Regions from separate parts of the Mus musculus genome. Here region 1 is linked to region 2. Evidence: chromatin contacts called from public HiChIP or PLAC-seq data. All regions are on one chromosome and are shown on one strand. Each heading gives the region's core, a stretch centred on a gene start, on an enhancer-like site or on the middle of the called end of the contact. The rest is flanking DNA. Distances are from core to core; before and after follow the strand shown. Region 1 has its middle 35 kb from the start of Gm13218. Region 2 has its middle 100 kb from the start of Gm13218.

Region 1 (6,899 bases), core at 2,996-5,495, 64 kb after region 2:
CCTCTCCCTCTCCCTCTCCCTCTCCCTCTCCCTCTCCCTCTCCCTCTCCTTTTCCCTCCTCCTCTCTCCTCCCACCGTGTATGTGATGTATCTGTGAAGGCCTGTATCCCATGATACATATATGGTAGTCAGAGGACAATTTTACAGAGTTAGTTCTCTCCTTTGGCCTTTATACTTGTCCTAGGGATTGAACTCACGTCCCCAGACATGTGTGCTATATGGTTATAACGTGCTGAGCCTCAAAACCAGAATCTTAAGGAGTCGTCTTCTATTCCGTATTCATTGCAGCAGTAACCACATAAGGTTGTATTCAAAGTTTGAGTTTGTCAGACGTGCATTGACAAAGTCTCATAGAATGCATGGTTTAAACAACAAAACAGTGTTGTTCCACGCTGGGGAGCAGCAGAATTTGTTCCTTCCAAGTCCACTCTCTGCAGCTCAAAAATGGTTGAGCAGATAAGAAAAACAGTATGTTTACACACAGTCAAATAGTATTCACTGGTGAAAAAAGAAAGTTTCAGACTTCCTTTTTTATATATGAATATGACTCCTGTTGGATCAGATTGCTCCCTAAGGATCTTAGGTCTTTAACTTAATTCCCTCCTTAAAGACATCATGTCCACATACAGTCTCATTCTGAACCAAGAGTTATAGCTTTGAGATACTGGTTTGGAAGGACTCAATTCGACCTAACACAAAACCAACCTTCTTTCTTACTCTATGAAAGCTCAATTCTCTAATGATCTGTTAGGACTTTAACATGAATCGAGGGATGTGCAGTTCATCATCAACTTCTCCATGCAAAACAGGCCTCAGGCTAGATATGGCCTGCAGACCACAGGTTTGCAGTGTTATATAAGGCTGCTGGAGTTTTACAGAGATGAGGAGGAGTAAAAAAAAAAAAAAAACCAAAGGAGAACAAGATCTGTGTAAGATTACCCAGGGAGCGGGCATCTGCCCCCAATCTACAGTACCCAGTGGATGCACCCAGCAGTGTGATGTCACTCTGGTATGTGTGAGGATGATGCAGGTGGATATTGGTGAGCAAAGTGAACCCAGAACCCAGGTGAGCGCTTCTGGGAAATTGCAGGGGACTCAGTGATAGGAGGGCCAAGATTACAGTGCTCCCCAGAAGGCTCTGGGGCAAGGCTTCCTGCAGAAGCAGAGTTTGAGTTGTGTCCTAGCGATGTGAAGAACTTCTTGCTGCTGGCACCTTTTCTTCACCTACACATTTGCACAAGTCACCCTGATGTTCCTCCCTTTTTTATGGCTACAGAAAAACACTCTAAGACTATCACTTTGTGAAGAAAGAGAAAAGGTTTGTGTAGCTCAGTCTTGGAGGCTGAATATTCAAGACGTAGTTTATCCTCTTGTAGGGCTTTATGGAGGTGGTGTCATGGTGGCAGAGCCATGCACACCGAGACGGGAAGAGAGAGGACTCGGCAGCCAGAGCTTCTCTCACAACTGAATCGTGCACAGACAAATTCGGGATCTCACAGGAATGCATTAACCTTCTCCCAAAGGACCAACCCCCATGACGTACTCACCTCGCACGAGCACCTATGTCTTCAAGGCTCCGTTGCCTTTTAGGAGTACCACCAATGTGTGCACATAACCAAACCATAATCAAGCAGTGGCAGCAGCTATTCGAAGCAGGCTTCGTCCTGTATCCCTGAAGTTCCTCCTCCTTCCTAAGCTCCAGGGTTGCACTTTCTCTCCATCACCCCATCACTGTGTGTATAGGTCTGATATTCTGGTTTGCCTTAATCTTGCTTTCCTTTAGACTGTTTCAGCTCCATGTATGCAGATATTCCAGGATGCCCCATGTTGAAATATTCTTCCATAAACCCCCAGCCTGCTGGTGATACCTAAGAGCAGTCTATGCCCACGTCTGAGTACAAGCTCCTGGCTCCATCCCTAGCACTCCACTACAGACTCATGGGAAGTGACACGAGGACACAGCATCAGTTCTGCTTCCTTTGCTGCTAGATCTAATGGTGACTCTGGGTCACTCTGCTTAGCATGTACTGGGTTACTCTCCTCTGATGTCCCTCCTTCTTCTCGAGTCGATACTCAACCATTCACGTTGATTATTTGTTGATAGGACAAACCTCGCTGCTATAGGTTGAACTATGCTTCATCAAAAGATATATTGAATTCCTGACCACTCTATCTATGAATATGACCTTATTTGGAACAATGTCTCTGTGACTGTGAGGCTACTGGGGTCCTTGACTCTAACCCAATATGACTTTGTGTGTTCACCAGAAAAATGAGGTTAGACACAGACTCACAGGAAGAATGTCATGTGAAGACAGAGATGAAGCAGGAAGGCAGACATGTGAAGTGGCCAAGACAGGGGTGATACCCCTCTAGGATCTCCTAGGTCACCAGAAAGAAACTAAAAGAGGTAAGGGTGGCTCCTTTCTCCCCACCTACAAGATGACCCTAACCAATATGATCAATACCTCAGTTGACACTTCTGGGTTCCAGAATGACAAGACGAGAAAATTAATTTGTTTAAGCTACCCAGCTTGTAGATTATTTGTTGTAGCAATTACAATAAAAATAAAAGATGCTGGCTACTCCCCACTGAGTCCCAGACATGTTCTTCCTTTCCAGTTCCATGTGATACCCACGGCCTACGTGCCTGCTGATCTTCAATTTCTCCTTGTAGTTGTAATCACATGCAGCTTCATCAGGATCCAATGGGAATCCCCTCCAATACTGCCCTGGCTTGTGAGGTATATGGTTATCAAGTGTACTTAGTGGATGATGCTGTGCCTCTGTGTGATGCTATTGGCTCTAATACCTGAGTCCTCGCTTCATGCACCCCCCAAATCTAGGTCCCTTGGAAACCACTGTCAGATTCACTTATTCTCAGGGTCACATTAGGTACTTAGCAAACATGCAACATATAAAATGTGAGGGTTAGTGTCTCATACAGGACAATTAGGGCCAGTCTGTGGACTCAGCAATAAAGGGTGCTGGCAGTCAGGCATAAGAACCTGAGTCAGCCCAGGGACTCCACATAGTTGTAAGAGAGAATCAACTTCTGCAAGCCGTCCTCTGGATACACATGCGCGAGCACGCGCACACGCACACGCGCACACGCACACGCACACACACGTAATTAATTAATTAAAAATATAGAATGTGACGATCCACCACCCACTTAGAACTACTGTTTATTAACTACAAACTGTATCAGGGATGTCAGATTTATTACCTTAATCCTCCCAGTCATCTTGGCAAGATAGATGGTCATGATTTCTGTCCCTGTTTTCTTCATAAAGAAGTAAGAGCTTTGGAAAGATCCATCTCCCAGCCAAAGGCACAATAGGAGTGAGAATTAAACATGCCGGCTGGCTGAGAGTGCAGTGTGCGTTGGAGAGAGCCACTGCTTTCCTTAGCAGTGTTTGATGATTGAACTTGTTTTGGAATCAAATGGCATGCTTTTCCCCACACCACTGAGGTCTCCTTTAGAATATGCCCTTAATTAAGACACGGCACTCTGTCTTTGATGGCTGTGGTTTATAAGATTAGGAAATCCATCACAAAAGACAGTGGGGTGGGATTCTGGGACTTTATCACTAAAAAGTCAATTCAAATGTACTAGATAAAATCCCTTAGGGGCATAGTAGCATACGACTTTAATCCCAGCACTTGGGTGGCAGAGGCAGGTAGATCCTTGAGTTCTAGGATAGCCTGGTCTACAGAATGAGTTCCAGGATAGCCAGGGCTACACAGAAAAACCCTGTCTCAAAAAAACACATAAAAAAGTAAAACAGAATAATAAAATAAAATATCAGGTCCCTACTGCACATTTGTTTGTTTGCCCAGTACTCTGACAAGTGGAATATAGACTAGGCTCACTCACATACAGCATGATGCACACACACAACTCTTTTTCTTTAACCTCATCCAGAGACCCCCCTCTCCACTTCAGCAATATTTCCTGTTTTCCCAGAAGCCCTGCTAAGCTGTTCTTCTATGGCTGTTGGAGTTCTTTGCACCCCTTCAAGGCCCAGCTCAAACGCTGCTTCCTCTAGGACGCCTTTTTGCATTCCCCATCCTTGGCTGCTTCAAAAACCACAGAGAACAGGTTTCTGAGCCTTGTGGGTGGGAAGAGAGGAGTTCCCAGACCTGTGTCAGGATTGGGAGCTTGCAGAAACAGGCCCCTCTGCCTAGTGAGGAAAGTACCCGCTGTGGTGAACCGGGCTTCCTTACACTGAACTCCTGCAGCTCAGCAGTGTGAAAGCTTGCTGCCCCTTTTCTCTTTTCCTTTCTTCATACCTGTGTATGTGTGTGTGAGACAGACAGGCAGACAGAGAGGTGGAGAGACACAGAGACAGTGATAAAGGGGGGAGGAGAGAGAGAGAGAGAGAGAGAGAGAGAGAGAGAGAGAGAGAGAGAGAGAGAGGCTTATGTAGCCCAGGCTAGCCTTTAATATGTGGGGTAGCCAAGGTTGAGCTTCAGTGTCCACCTTCCAAGCACAGGAATTAAAGATGTGCATGTGCACCACTCAGTTCTGTCCTGCTGGCAACAGAACCCAGGGCTTCATACCTGGTAGGCAAACACTCTACCAACTGAGCAGCTTCCCCAGTCTTGCAACTCCATTTTCTCATCAAGAGTCCTAAGACCAATGCTGTCTCATAGCCACAAACAAACCTGCAAGAAGAAAAAAAAAAAAAAAAGCAAAATGGAACAAGCCTGGGAACTAGGGCCTGGTAAGATCTGTGGTTAGGACTAAACCACACGTTAATTTACCTGTTTTTAGGGCAATGAAGACTCAATTGTATAAAACTACAGACAGCTGCCATTATAAATCATGCTGACAACGAGACTACTTCTTTTAACCACTTTGTTTTAAGTCTGTGTTTCTGATACTTCATTGAACATTAAAAGAAAGAGAGGGGAAAAAAAAGAAGAAAAAGAAGAAGAAGCAGAGGGAGTGTTTTCAGATTAAAACCGATCCACTTGTAATGTCTGTTCTAACTTATGGGGCTCAAAAGACTTTCAATTAGATGAGCCCAGACAAGCAATAAATACTGAAAGTGAAGTTGAAAATAACTCCCAAGCTGTGATTTATAGATGCCATAACTTATCCACTATTAAAATCATAGTGGCAGTGAATACATAGCATCAAATTCAATAAACCACTGTTTTGAAGTTGTTAGTAGTTAATTAAGTAGATGTCTACGGCTAATAGATTGATTAGCCTTTAAAAGTTTACTCAAGGGGACTGAAGAGATGGCTCAGCACCAAAGAACACCTATTGCTCTTGCAGAGGATCCAGGTTCAGTTCTCAGCACCCACTTGTTGGCTTACCACCATCCATTGTTTCTGAAGTTCACAGGGATCTGATGGACACAGATACCCATACATATTTTAATTTATCTTTCTTTCCAAATTAGAAACACACAAACAGAAACATTAAAGGGAGGAGGGAAAGTACACTGTTCTGTTGTGCTTATGACGTTCGGCTTACTACCTTCTTTGTGCATCCTAATAGTTTATATAGATTAGTGGGGGATGAAGGAGACTGGGGGTGGGGAGGAGGCTGAGAAGGGGAGGGTAGCAGAGGTGAAGCCTGTGTTCAGCGTTCACTATAGAATTGTGTGAAAGTGGCCTTCTGTAGCTGCTAATAATAATAATAATAATAATAATAATAATGAATGTTTGTTTCAATAAACACAACTTTGTGCTCATTTTCTTCTACTCTAAAGAATCTTCAAAAGAAGTATGTTTGGGGCTATGATTTTGTGTTAACTAAAGATATCTCCACCTTCTCAATTTATCACCAACCCACTGGAGATTCTGAAAGAACAATTTTGGTTGTCAGATCTCAGAGTACTTTGTGTGATCAAAAGGAAAAACACAGAGAGAAAAGGAGATAAAAACATAAGAAATTGTGTCTCCAGATGCAACTTTTGTTTTTCCTGTTTTGTTTTGTTTTGTTTTTTTAAATTCTCCCACCCTTTCACGGTCCCACAAAACAAAGGATTGTTACAGTTGGTTGCCTTGTGGTTCAGGAATGAGGAGCAGAAGCAACAGGAGGTAGAAGTCAGGGAGGTAGGCGCTCCATAAAATGGAACTTTATAAAAATCTATGCCTGTGAGGCTGGAGCAACAAATGTGGATGTCAGCCTGGGGCCCCTGTGCCAGCCAAGGATAGAAGGCAAGGGTCAGCTGGGCCATGGGAGAGGAGTCCTAGGAACTGCCATCTTGGGCAGTTTAACGGGCACTGGTTATTTGCTGGCACAAGTGTCTCTTCTCTTCTTCCTAGTCTACTCTTTTTCTCTTTCTCTCTTTTTCTTTGTAGATATTTTTAAATGTTTGTTTTGTTTATTTATTGTTTTTGAAGCCTGGAGCTCGCTGTTATAGACTAGACTAACCTCAGCGTCAAGGATCTGTCTCCTACATACAGGATTAAAATCATGTGCCACCACACCCAGCTCTTTTCTTTCTTTTCTTCTTACCCCCTTCCTTCCTTTCTTGCTTGCTCTCTTTCCTTTCATCCTTTCCCCCTTTTTCTTTTAGACAGTACCTCATGTAGATCAGGCTGGACTTGAACTCACTATACCAAGGATGACTTTGAATTCCTGATCCTCCTACCTCTACTTCTTGAATGCTGGCAGTGCACGCCTTTTTCATCATGCTGTGTTTTGTGCGTTACTGGGGAGGGGTTCAAACAAGGGCCTCATACACACTAGAGCAGGTACTCTACACTTGCCAGACATCCACAGCCTGCAGTCTTGTTTCTTGAGAAAGCAGAAAATCTCTGTTGCCATGTTTCTCTGGGCCACTTACTCTTCACTGTGCATTCTGACCTCTCCCCAAACTGTTCCGCTGAAATTGCTCCCCCCCCACCATTGTCACAGATAACCTCCTAATAGC
Region 2 (6,919 bases), core at 3,822-6,321:
AAGAAAACGTTAAGTGAATAATCATCTAAGACTCTATGGTTAGCAAGGAAGACTTTTTCCTTTCACACCTTCTTAATTCCTAGCATTGCTTTGTTAGCCAGACAAAGCTGTCGCAATGTTCTTTTCCCATTTTGATCTCATTTTGTTATCGATACTTGGGAACCCAAAAGGAGATCTTAACTAAAAACAAAATAATCTTTTTTTTATTTTTTTTTAATTTTTGTACTCTAAGTGTTTTACCTGCATTTTCATAAGTGTGCCACATATGTGCCTAATCTCTTTGGAGCTCAAAAAGAGGGCAATGGATCCCCTATAAATGGAGTTACAGACTTCCAGATTCGGATGAGCTACCATATAGGTGCTGACATCTGAACCTACATTCTCTATAAGAACAGTGAGTGATCTTAACTATTGACTACCTTTTTAATCTAACCAAAATTATCTTTAACAACCAAGCTGGAAACATTAGCTCAAGCTTTATCCATGTGTATCATATTTTTCTCCAAGACATTCTTAAGAGGTTCATTAATTCCAATCAACATTACTAGTCTTTTGAACCTCTCTGTTTTTCTTTGCCATCAACCTGTCTTATTTCACCAATAGTCTTTTCTATACAGACAATCAAACAAGACCTTTGATGGAAGACACACAGTATGAAAAAGGCAAGGGTCACACAGAAGAAAAACCCAAGTTTTTCATGTTGCAGATGAAAACATTTCATGTTGATTCATAGCTGTTGCCCGACATATAAGGTGGGAGATGTGACTGATGATTGATGTGGTCTTATCCCTACTCACACACATCAGGAAGAGATGTACGTCATCCCTGTACATTTTAACATGGAGTAAGTTCAAATAGCATGTTTACCTTCTTTGATGAAGAATGGAGCAACAACAACCAACAACTAAACAATTGTCAAAATACTAAGCCTCTTATTTTTTTCTGAGCATTGCTGGACTCATAAGAAAACAGCCTCTTAGGTATAAACAAAACAAGAAATTTTAAAAATGTAATGGGCCCTAGGTTTACTGTGGAGCCAAAGGCAAGAGGACTATGAGTTCTAGGCTAGCCTGAGCTATACAGTGAGTCAGTTCCAGATTAGCCTGGGCTATGGAGTAAAACTTTAAAAAACAACAACAACAACAACAACAACAACAACAAATCCAAATAAAATAAAATAAAATAGGGTCAAAGATTCACTGTAATATGAGATTAATGTTAAGAAATCTGAGCGGAGGCCCACCAGAATTTTGTATTATCTTTTCATCTTTGCTCTGAATCTAAAAGGTCTCTAAAATGCAAAATTCACTCAAGAAATGAGGTAGGGTTGAGAGATGAGGATAAGGAACTTGGGGCCATGGGGTCATTAAAAAGCTGGCTTCCAACCTGTGGTCCTACAGGCTAGATGGCAACCAGAGGAAATCCTGCCTACACTCCACAGGTATCCGTCCTGTGGGTAATATAAAGAGAAATCTCTAGATTGCTCATATCTCTAGAGAACAGAGGTTCCCCAACATCTCTGCTGAGCAAAGCTATCCTAAATAATTTGTATACCGAGGCACATTCTATCTCTGTAAATTATCTTCTCCTGGAGCCCTTTCATTCGCTCAATCAGTGGTCATTGAGTTCTTACCAGTTAGGCATGGTTAGAACTGGTAAGCCACCCTTTTCCATCAACAAACACAGCTTAAGCCTGGAGTCAAATCTCAGAAGTTACATCCAGGAAAGGTGGATGATATCTATGGATCTCCCTGGTGAGGATGTGCTTAATCTCTTACTTAAATTGGAGGGCTTACTGGAGAGATGAAAAGGGGACCATAAGAGCTAATGGCAGATCTATCAGTTCTATGCAAACAAACTTAATGTGGCTTGGTGCAAGCCAAGATTAAATGTGACTGGGTGCTCTTATATATGAAAAAACCCAAATACATACGTACGTACGTACGTACATACATACATACATACATACATACAGAATGAAAAGTATAAAAACTTGCACAACTCTTTTATTAGCCTCTTGAAATAACTAGCATTGTGTTGAGCTAAAAGGTATTTTTGAATACTTTTTGGAGAATTAAGCTTATTTGTTATACTTTCAGGACAAACAGGAAAAAAAGAAAAGCCGTTAGTCAGCATTGTCTTAGAAGATAAAGCTTTAAGATAACAGCATCTCTGGGTCAATGGCAAGCTTCAAGAATTGATTGGCAGGTCTCTTCTGAATTTCAAGTGCAAATTACATACCCAGCACCAACCCAGTAGCTGGGTTACACATGCCTCAGGAAAGGGGTTTATTCCAGGGTCCTGTCAATGAGGGGGCTCCATCCCTTTAAGAGTCAAACAGTTACATCGTTACATCGTTACATCGGCAGTATTGAATTTAATGGACAGAAAGAATAAAAGACAAAAGTAGGATATGTCACACAGAGAGAAATGAACAAGCAGTTGTGATTCTTTAGTTTTTGATTTGTTGGATTGTCTTTCATATTTTCACAACACGGGGAACCAATTCTCTGCCTCTGTACTGCAGAAAAGTTCGAGAACAAAACCACAATTTCAGCTTTGAGGAAAGGAGTCAGAGCTCCCGGGAGAGGCTTGTCTTGGTTTGAGCACTGAGGCCTCAGTTGCTAATCATGAGCCACAGAGTGAAAGGGGGACTCAATTCTAGCCCTGGAGATGGTGTGTCTTCTACCCTATGACTGTGCGCTACAATGCCCGGAGGTATCATTCTAAATAACATAAATATCTGTAATCTCTACAAAGTCAACTGAAAGACCTTTCTGAAATGTAGTTGAAGAAGGGGAGATGGTGCACACTGGATGCTTCTAGACCCGAGTCTCTTCCCTATATTAAAAGCCCAAATCCTTGAGGAATACTCCATGAACACACACACCTGTCAAAAATTGTTGAGCCACTGGATTTTGGTATTGGAAGGATGAAAAGCTGTGGTTCCTCTCCACAATTAAAGAGAGATGAACAAAAGAGACAATAACAATTGACTATGTGGGTATGGTGCTACATGCCTAGGATCCCTGCAATTGGGAGGCTGAACCAGGACCATGAGTTCTGGACTAGCCTTGCATACATAGCAGCAAGAGTTTTCTTCTAAGATATTTCATTTTTCTTTATAGCTGAATAATTCTCCCCTATGAATTTGTACCATATGTTCATTGTCTATTCTCTGTTGATGGGCATCTGAGCTCCTTCCTCTTCCTTGCTATTGTGAATAGAGCAGCAACACATAAGGATGCATATGTATCTTTGTGGTAAGATGTAGAGTTCTTTGAGTGAACATCCAGGAGGGGCAGAACTGGGTCATAGGGTAGTTTTAGTGTTTTGAGGGACCTCCAAGCTGAATCCCATAATGCCTAGTATTAACTTGCACTCCCACCAGCAGTGAACAAGAATTCCCCTTTTCCGACATTCAGTGGAATATTATTCAACTATAAAGAAAGCTAAAATCGTGAAATTCACAGGAAAACAGATGAACCTGGAATATATAATACTAAGTGAATGTCTCAAGCTCAGGAAAAAACAAAAACAAGATGAGCTGACTGCTCTCCCTGTCTGAGGATCCCAGCCTATAGTATCCTTGCACATATGTAAATGTGGGTAAAGTAGAGCATTTAGGAACGAGACCAAGGGAAGGTAATACTAGGTAACAAGGAAGGAGGGATTGCAGGCAAAAGAGTCATGAAGGAGGACATAAAGTTTTCTCCTAGTTTCTGGGCCTGTCATTGTTGCCCACCCTCCCCCACCCCACCTTCAAGGCGGGAGATATGTGAATTTAACTGTCTGCATATTAAAGTAGCATTTTTGCATTCCAAGGGAATCTGACCTGTTAATCTTGTGATTGTGAAAGCTGGATTTCTTTTTAATTCCATTGATCATTAGCGCAATAGGAACCAGACATGATGACTCGCTGAATACATTTATTACACTGGCCCATTTAGAAAATGTTGGGGGGGGGTGGTTTTGTTTCTGTTGTTGTGATTTTGTTCTGGTGGGAGGGAATTTAGAACCTGAGATTTATACCTTTTTCCTTGCAATTAAAACTATATCAAGTCATTCTATTATAGTGTTGTTTTAATATGTAAACTGTACTCTATACCTAAAATAAAATGTGGTTTTGACTTTTTTAAAAAGTAAGATATATTTTTTTAAGAGAAGGAAAGGGGTGAAGGGAAAGATAGCAAAAGAAAGGAAAGGGAAGAGATATTCATCACAGCCAGGTCTGGTATAGCAATCAGTAGTCAAGACCCTGAGTCAGGAGGATCACTAGTTCATGGGCATCCTTGGCTACAGAGTGAGTTAAAGATGGCAACTCAATAAAATTCTGAGTCCAAATAAAAAATAAAAATTGGTCTGAGGCTATAACTCAATGGTGGACCGGTTGCCTGGCTCGCATGATGCCTTATGGTCAATCTCCGGTACAAAGAAGAAAAGAAAGGAAGGAAAGGAAAGAAAAAGGGAGGGAGAAGGAGGAAAGGAAGGAGGAAGGGAGGAAAATTAAGGAAGAAGGAAGGAAGGAAGGAAGGGAGGGAGGGAGGGAGGGAGGGAGGGAGGGAGGGAGGGAGGGAGGGAGGGAGGCTGGTTCCTTAACTATTTAATCCAAGTGTTACATGACCAAGAGGCTTCTTCTGAAAGAAAGACTCAAAGAGTCCATAAAATGAATCTACTGTTCTACCAAGGAGCTGTGAAGAATAGGTAACCCAAGAGACATGTCCCTAGACACAAAGAGAAAGATCTAAAGGATGGCTGAGGAGGAGAAGCCAGCAGGGCCTGTCTGTTCAGATTCTTCTTAGCCTCCCTGTTGAGAATTCCTTCCTCCTGGGTATAAGGCCAAATCCCTCTGCAATGTCGGTCCTGTGACCTGTGACTGCAAGACAAAGGCGGATCAGAGAATTTCCTTATGGCTGACCTCTACCCAGAGACCCAGGTTCTGGAAGGTCAAGTAGCATTTCTGGTGGTTGCGACTTGCTTTGGGGAAGAGGGATTCCAGTTCCTGTGACTCACTTAGAGGCAGAGTTCTGGCTTCTATGGCTTGCTGCAGGGGGGAAAGGACAGGAAATAGGAGGGGAGGAGTCAGGCTGCTTCTGAAGCTGCTCCTTAGGCCTTGCAGTCTTGAGTGAGTACGTGACAGGCAGTGAACCAAAGTGACACACTTTTAAGCATCATATTCTGAGTCCCCACAATAACTGTCATGATTCCCACTGTGATTGATAGTGCCCCTGCGGTAGGGTGACTTTGGATCTCCTTCTCCGAGAGACGTTTGGCAATTTATGGTAGAAGTTTTGGTCACTTCCATTATTGGCACCCAGGCACACTGTTGAGCTTCTATATGCAGACAGCTCTCCATGTGAGAAATTAATGTGGCTCAAGTAAAAAATTGCCACGTTTTAAAAATCTCACCCTATCAAAGGGAATGACAATTCAACATGGGGCTGTTCAAATGAAAAGACACAGCAAGAATCACTACTGCCACAATCTGGAGACCTGGAAACTTTTTCATAGTGTGTGGCTATGAGATATTTTCATCTGAGATTCCACTGACAAATACGTTGGATGCTACCACATCCTCAGCTTTGTGCTAGACACAGGCAAGAATTCAAAAGCTATACTAAGAGGCACCAGCATCTAAGCAGTGGCTTTGTGATTAAGAATGTTTGCTGTATAACAATAAGAACCCAAGTTAAAGCCCCAGCACCCATGGAATAAGCCATAAGCCCATGGTCTCCCACACACCTCACCCTCAGCACTGGAGGGGAGATCGGAGGACCATAGCCCTGCAAGCTGCCATCCTAGAACATGAGCTTCAGTGTCGAGGAGAAGCCCTGCCTCAAAGAAATAAGGTAGAAAGTAATCAAGGAAGACGGCCAATTCCCCAACCTCTGGTCTCTCCATGCACATACACACAGGAGCATCTATATATTACACACGCATACACCATACTCAAACATACAAACAAAAGAACTAAAGATCAAAAGGAGAAAGAGAGAAGAAAGAAGATATTAAAAATGGAAAGGACACATACACACTTATAAAATTAAACTGCAATACAGAAAACTAATAACCAAATTAACAAAGCATGCATTTAGTTAAATACAAAAATTAAGAAGTTAATGCTCATGTTAGGCACAAGTATTTAGGACAGTCAAAAGCTTAACGAGTCAGGGAATGGTGGTTTACACCTGTCAGTCCAGCACTTGAAGTATGGATGCAGGAGAATCAAGATTTTAAGTTCATTCTCAGCTACATATAATTCACGATGTTTGAGACCAGCATGGACCACATGAGACCCTACCTCAAAGAAAACGTAATAGCAGTAAGTTTAATAATTGTTCACTAATCTTTTGAGGAGAACATTAAACTGGTTTTTAAAAAAAAAACCTTTTTAGTATTAATTTCAACCCTACAAATTCAATATACAGGATTTCTTTCTGCAAAGCCACTAGACACCTCCCAAGAGATCAAATTAGGGAGTGGTGGAGGCACAGGATTTTAATCCCAGCACTCTGGGGCAGGGGGACAGAGGCAGGCAAACCTCTGTGAGTTCAAGACCAGTCTGATCTACATAGTGAGTTCCAGGACAACAGAGAAACACTGTGTCAAAAATAAAAGAATAAAATAAAATAGAGTGAGAGTCCCAGGACAATGTGTGGACAGGGAAATGATGTCCTCTGGGCTTAATCGGATTTCTAATGGTGCTAGAAAGAAGTGGCAAATTTGGTGACTAACGGGATGTGCTTTCAAATTAGACATTGTACACTTCTCTATTTAACCTTCATTTGTTTCAAAGGCAGCCACACCCACGAAATCTCAACAATAGGGTTACTTAAGGCAGACCTGAATACCAGTTGACATGCCAGCATGAATGGCAAAAATCTCATGCGACTCCACTCTTAGATGAAGAGTTACAGGC

The links. HiChIP or PLAC-seq counts read pairs in DNA pulled down with a chosen protein or histone mark.
Region 1: an H3K4me3 HiChIP or PLAC-seq map of the SCID.adh cell line shows a contact between it and region 2, with 11 read pairs. The contact joins two enhancer-like sites. A contact is called at or near these places in 4 of 484 Hi-C or Micro-C datasets (Th1 cells, Th2 cells, embryonic stem cells and 1 more) and 1 of 115 datasets of contacts at active chromatin or transcription factors (the SCID.adh cell line).

Annotation. Positions count from the first base shown.
Region 1 is chr2:9,554,021-9,560,919 of GRCm38.p6, forward strand. No RefSeq gene overlaps it. Among named protein-coding and RNA genes, the nearest start is that of Gm13218, 35 kb to the right of the region's middle. Within about 2 kb of position 4,246, at least 7 of the 459 cell types and tissues checked have an H3K27ac peak or open chromatin away from gene starts, as enhancers often do. A contact at or near this core is called in the SCID.adh cell line, where this site is marked.
Region 2 is chr2:9,488,885-9,495,803 of GRCm38.p6, forward strand. No RefSeq gene overlaps it. Among named protein-coding and RNA genes, the nearest start is that of Gm13218, 100 kb to the right of the region's middle. Within about 2 kb of position 5,072, at least 45 of the 459 cell types and tissues checked have an H3K27ac peak or open chromatin away from gene starts, as enhancers often do. A contact at or near this core is called in the SCID.adh cell line, where this site is marked.